2 separate regions of the Capra hircus genome follow, and region 1 is linked to region 2. Evidence: chromatin contacts called from public Hi-C data. All regions are on one chromosome and are shown on one strand. Each heading gives the region's core, a stretch centred on a gene start, on an enhancer-like site or on the middle of the called end of the contact. The rest is flanking DNA. Distances are from core to core; before and after follow the strand shown. Region 1 has its middle 32 kb from the start of INCENP. Region 2 holds the start of FADS3 (fatty acid desaturase 3).

Region 1 (2,814 bases), core at 53-2,552, 160 kb after region 2:
TACTTTGCCAACAAAGGTCCGTCTAGTCAAGGCTATGGTTTTTCCTGTGGTCATGTATGGATGTGAGAGTTGAACTGTGAAGAAAGGTGAGAGCTGAAGAATTGATGTTTTTGAACTGTGGTGTTGGAGAAGACTCTTGAGAGTCCCTTGGACTGCAAGGAGATCCAGCCAGTCCATTCTAAAGGAGATCAGTCCTAGGTGGTCATTGGAAGGACTGATGTTAAAGCTGAAACTCCAATACTTTGAGTTGATTCATTGGAAAAGACCCTGATGCTGGGAGGGTTTGGGGGCAGGAGGAGAAGGGGACCACAGAGGATGAGATGGTTGGATGGCATCACCGACTCGATGGACATGAGTTTGAGTGAACTCCGGGAGTTGGTGATGGACAGGGAGGCCAGGCGTGATGCAAGTCATGGGGTGTCAGAGTCGGACACGACTGAGTGACTGAACTGAACTGAGCTTCTGGTTTTTATTTTTCTTTTTAATTGTGATCAAACCCACATAATGTAAAATTTACCATTTGAACCACTTCATGTAAAATTCAGTGCCATTAAGTACAGCCTTGGACAGCAAGGAGATCAAACTAGTCAATGCTAAAGGAAATCAACCCTGAATATTCGCTAGAAGGACTGATGCTGAAGCTGAAACTCCAATACTTTGGCCACCTGAGGCAGAGTTGACTGAATGGAAAATACCCTGATGCTGGGAAAAACTGAAGGCCGACAGAGAAGAGGGTGGCAGAGGGTGAGATGGTTGGATAGCCTCACTGACTCAATGGACATGAGTTTGAACAAACTCCAGGAGACAGTGAGGGACAGGGAAGCCTGACGTGCTGCAGTCCATGGGATTGCAAAGTGTCCGACATGATTTAGAGACTGAACAGCAAGCAGAGCCACAATATTGTGCAAACATCACCTCTCTCCACTTCCAGGACTTTGGGGTGTGTGTGTTTTCTGCACTAAACAATCCGAGTATTCATCAGATTCTGTGGAAAGCAAGAGAGCACGGAGTTCCTTGGCAGTCAGCACCAGTGTCTCTGATGGTTGCTCCCGTTTCCTCCTTTCCAGTGGGCTCCTGGGCACAAGGCGTATGGTGTCATGCTTTATTTTTCTCTTGATTTTACCTCAGCAGAGCCTAGGAAAAGTCTTGGGCATGGCGCTGGTTAGTGACTTCCCCTCGACCCTCATGAGAACCGAGGCCCTGTTACTCCATCCCCCAAGCACACACTTCTGAGTGAAGCAAGGGTTACCGTCCTTTTGACAGTGACCTGAGGCTTTGCTCCCTCTTGTCCACAGGGGATATCAGTTACAGAAAGGTTGGCTGAAGGATAAGAGAGCTGATGTTGTCAACTGAAACCCCAGAGGAAGCAGACTCCTTGCAGAGACCTGCAGAGGGGGAGGGGGAAGGGCGAAGCTGAAGAGTCTGAGTGGCCTCGTTTCCAAAGAGACCTTAACTTTAAACAGAGAGCCATCTGTCTCTTTAGGGGTCTTACATCAAGCTCTGAGGAAAATACCCCAAAGAGGACGATGTTGGTAAAATGAGTAATGTGCATAAACCTACGGTAAGGAGTTTAACTTTTCTAAAAAAAGATTTGGGGGAAATTAGAGTGAGGTACGGAGAAAACAACGCTTATTTTAAGCTGAATTAGTTTAGGTAGGGGAGATAAATTAGGAGTTTCAGATTACCATATACACACTGCTGCTGCTGCTAAGTTGCTTCAGTTGTGTCCGACTCTGTGCGACCCCATAGGCAGTAGCCCACCAGGCTCCTCCGCCCATGGGATTTTCCAGGCAAGAGTACTGGAGTGGGGTGCCATTGCCTTCTCCGATATACACACTAATATATATTTACTAGGTGGAAAACAAAGACCTAGGAACCATACTCAATATCTGGTGATAACCTATAATCTGAAAAAGAATATAACTATACCTATCTGAGTCACTTTGCGGTACACTTGAAACTAACACAACATCGTTAATGAACTATATGTCGACTTTAAAAATTTTATTTGAAGCAGAGAGATTCAAAAGCAGGCTCGGAAGTCAGTACAGCTGGTTGGGGGCCTTAGAACCCTGATTCCCCCACTGCCTCTGCTTGAGTTTCACAAAGTACATGCTCATCTTTACATATTTCAGAGAAGTCATCTGTAAAATTCGGAGGAGGAAATGGCAACCCACTTCAGTATTCTTGCTTGGAAAATTCCATGGATAGAGGAGCCTGGCAAGCTATAGTCCATGGGGTCACAAAGGGTCAGAATGACTAAGCAACTGAGCACATATATGCAAAATGGGGTCACATCTACCTCACAAGGTGGGGAGGGTCACATGAGATAACGTGGCCAGTGTGCTTAGAATAGTAACTGTCCGCTATTTGCCACTCAACAGAGGATGTTCCAACTATTAAAAATTAGATGAAGTTCTGGCATGGGGACATGCTCCCTGTATATTACTTTTTAAAAACATTAAAAGCAATATGTTAAGTGTGATTCCATTTTTGGAAAGGAAAAAATGTGTGTATTTAAAAGTACATTTGACATCAGTAGGGGAAAATATAGACGTATATACACCCCAATTTGAATTTAACATGCATCTCATCTTCTTTAGTGCATATATTAGTGGTACAACACAAAAATAGACATTTAAAAATATCTAGACCTGAGCTGACTGCCCAATTCAGTAGCCACATGTGGTTACTGAAATTGGAAAGAACTAAAATTAAATAAAAAGTAAAATTTTGTTCTTGGTTCCAACGACAGTTCAGTGCTCTGCAGTCACACGTGGCTAGTGGCTACTTCATTGTACATCACAGATGTGA
Region 2 (2,828 bases), core at 31-2,530:
AGGGTGACCAACCTAGAATTTGGGATGGTCAAGGACAGAGCCTCATGGCCCCAAGTCCTATTGTTTGGCTGGGGGCGGGGTGGGGGGGGGCGGTCTGTGGAAAAAGGGGCTGGTGAGGAGTCTCACCCTGATGGCTCCTCTGCCAAATGGTCCCAATGGACAGGCCACATTCCTCCTTGATCAAAATGTCTTGACATAGCTGCGGAGGGGAAGCTGGGGTCCACAGGAGCCCGAGTGTTCCTGGGGTGACTGTGCTTTCCGAAGAGGCCCACCCAGCCTGACTGGCAAAATTCTCCCACACGCAGCTGCTAGCCCAGGAGAGGTGAGTCACTGCCCCTCAGAGCCATTCACAGCAGTTCCTGGGAAAGCCACAGACCTCTAGGCCCTGCCCAGGCTCTGCTGCCCTGCCTCCAGCCTCTGAGGGCACATCCTTGCCAGCCCCTAGGGAACCCGCCCTACCTCTGGCATCCAGCAAGCACCCAGCATGAAGACCCCTCTCTGGGGGGACCCAGAACCAGAGGAGGAACACCAGAGCACCAGGGAGTGCCCTCACCTAGGGCCAGCGCTCTCTGCCCGGACACACCCACCTCTGAGACCCCCCTTCCTCCCACAGACATCTGCTGCAGCTCAGCCCCAGGACTGCTTTCGCCAGGCTGTGGTCTTCTCACTCTACATCAGGCCCCCGTCAGTCCCTCCCAACTCTGGGTCCCCCGTCATGGAGGTCAAAGGTCAGCGCGAGTAGGAAGGATGCTAAGCACCCACCCGGCTCCCACCCCGCGCCGCTCCCACCCGCGGTGGAGCAGGGAATGGTGCCCAGCGACCAGGCCCCAGCCGAGCACCGGGGCTCCACCCGGCCGGCGGTGGGCGGCCTTACCGTGGCGTCCTCGGCGCCGTGGTGGCCGATGAGGCGGCTGCCCCCCGGGTGTCGCTGTGCCCAGCGGCTGATGTCGTAGACGCGACGCTCAATCACCAGCCACTTGTCGCCTGGCAGGTTGTGCCGGCGGACCTGCTCCCAGCGGAGGGTGGGCAGCGGCGCCCCCCGCTGCGCAGGTTCCCAGTCTGGCTCCCCGACGCCGCCCATGGCTGCTCGCAAAAGTCCTCGCGAACCCGGGACCTCGCCGAGCAGAGACCCCGAGGGGAGCGAGGCAGCGATCGGAGACTGCCTCCGCCGCCACCCGCTGCTCCGCGGCCCCGCCCTGCCGCTGCGGCCTCCGTACGAGCGTGCGCCGGCCCGGCTGTCCGCGGGCAACTTTTCCCTGCCTTATAACCGCGCTGACAGCGCTCGCCTCACCCCCTCCCCGCGCCCCGGCCCCCGCCGCCGCCGCCCCAATCCCCGCGCAGCGGCTCGGCCCCCATTGGTTGCGCCGCTCGCCGGCGGGGCCGGCTGGGCCGGCGGGGAGGGCGGCGTCGAGGCGGGCGCGCCCCGCCCGCGGGGCTCCGCGGCCACCACACCCCGGCCTGTGGGGGGCACCGGCGCAACCCCGCTCGTGCCGGGCGGGGCAGGGAGGGCGGGGCCGCAGGAAGGTGAAGCCGGCAGCCGGCGGCCGCCGCGCCCTCGGGGGCCCGGTCCGCGCCCGGTGGGGCCCTGAACAAGAGTCTGCGAAGAATGGCCTTCCCGCCGCGCCCTCTGGAATGTTAAATTCTGAGGTCTTAGAGGTAGGGACACTACCTCGAGATGACTGTAAAGAGCTCTCGAACCAGGGGTCCCCAGCATCCGCTCAGCGAGGTCTCTCGGTCGGGGCTGTTACTGGCCTGACCACCCCCACCCCTTGGGGGACCCTCTGTGGAGGTCAGTGGTCTTCTGCCTCCGGAGATTCAGAGGTGGGGAGGCCGCGGGATGGCCACGCGGGCAGAGCAGGGGCCCCGGAGTGGGGAGTGGGGTACTGTCATTCACCAGATGTGGCTGCTCAGCTGGCTGGCTTGCTGCTTATACTACACTTGCCTATTTTTTACTTAAATTCCTTTTCAGAGTGTAGGTTGCTCCCCTACACTTTGTCATTTGTCAGAGACAAAAGATTTTGTTGTCCTTGTCTAGTGGCTGAGTCGTGTCCGACTGTTGTTCAGTCCCATAGGACTGTAGCCCACCAGGCTCCTCTGTCTGTGGCATTTCCCAGGAAAGAATGCTGGGGTAGGATACCATGCCCTTCTCCGGGGGATCTCCTGACCCAGGAATCGAACCTGTTTCTCTTGCATGCCAGGCAGATTGTTTACCACTGAGCCATCTGGCAAGCCCCAGAGACAAAGATATCTGTTTCTAAAAGTTAAGAATTCACACCTGACAAGGCATGAAATCGGGCTGAGGTTTATGCTGCAGGACAGCAGGTATCAGCGCTGAGGCCACATCAATACCACCAGAGGGTGTGTTGAGGCACAGACTGCTGGGCTCCGCCCCCAGCAGGGCTCAGCAGGTCTGGTTTGGGGGGCAGAGAATTGCATTTTAACAAGTTTTTAGGTGATGCTGATGCCAATGCCTGGTTTGGGGAACACACTTTGAGAACTCTAACTGTAGTTTTCTGATGTGCTAGCATTTTATTTTCATTTAACACTTGGTAGGAAATCACTCAGTAATATTTGTGGGACCAGATTGGCCAGGGTCCAAAGAAGGGTTTGAAGAGGCCTCTGAATTCTCCTTGTTACCCAGAGCACCTGCATTTGGTTACCAGGACAACCAGTAAGAGCTTGTAGAGACCATGGCGGAGGGCTGCCTGAGCTGTCTCTACTGAAGCGTCCTGGAGTCCCCTCCCTGATTGCATGTAGGGGTGGAGGAGCATGGCTGGCAGCTCAGCAGCTGGAGAGGACTGCTGACGCCCCTGCCCCGTCATATCCAC

Evidence for each region. A called contact is a pair of places that touch in the nucleus more often than the background predicts.
Region 1: a contact with region 2 is called in a Hi-C map of blood, with 4 times the contacts expected there. The contact joins the enhancer-like site here to the promoter of FADS3 in region 2. A contact is called at or near these places in 4 of 5 Hi-C or Micro-C datasets (blood and liver).

Annotation. Positions count from the first base shown.
Region 1 is chr29:40,918,184-40,920,997 of ARS1.2, forward strand. No RefSeq gene overlaps it. Among named protein-coding and RNA genes, the nearest start is that of INCENP, 32 kb to the right of the region's middle. Within about 2 kb of position 1,303, at least 1 of the 5 cell types and tissues checked has an H3K27ac peak or open chromatin away from gene starts, as enhancers often do.
Region 2 is chr29:40,757,989-40,760,816 of ARS1.2, forward strand. FADS3 (fatty acid desaturase 3) reads right to left here and starts at 1,281. Exons shown (of 12, transcript XM_018043057.1): 1 at 875-1,281. The coding sequence starts at 1,081.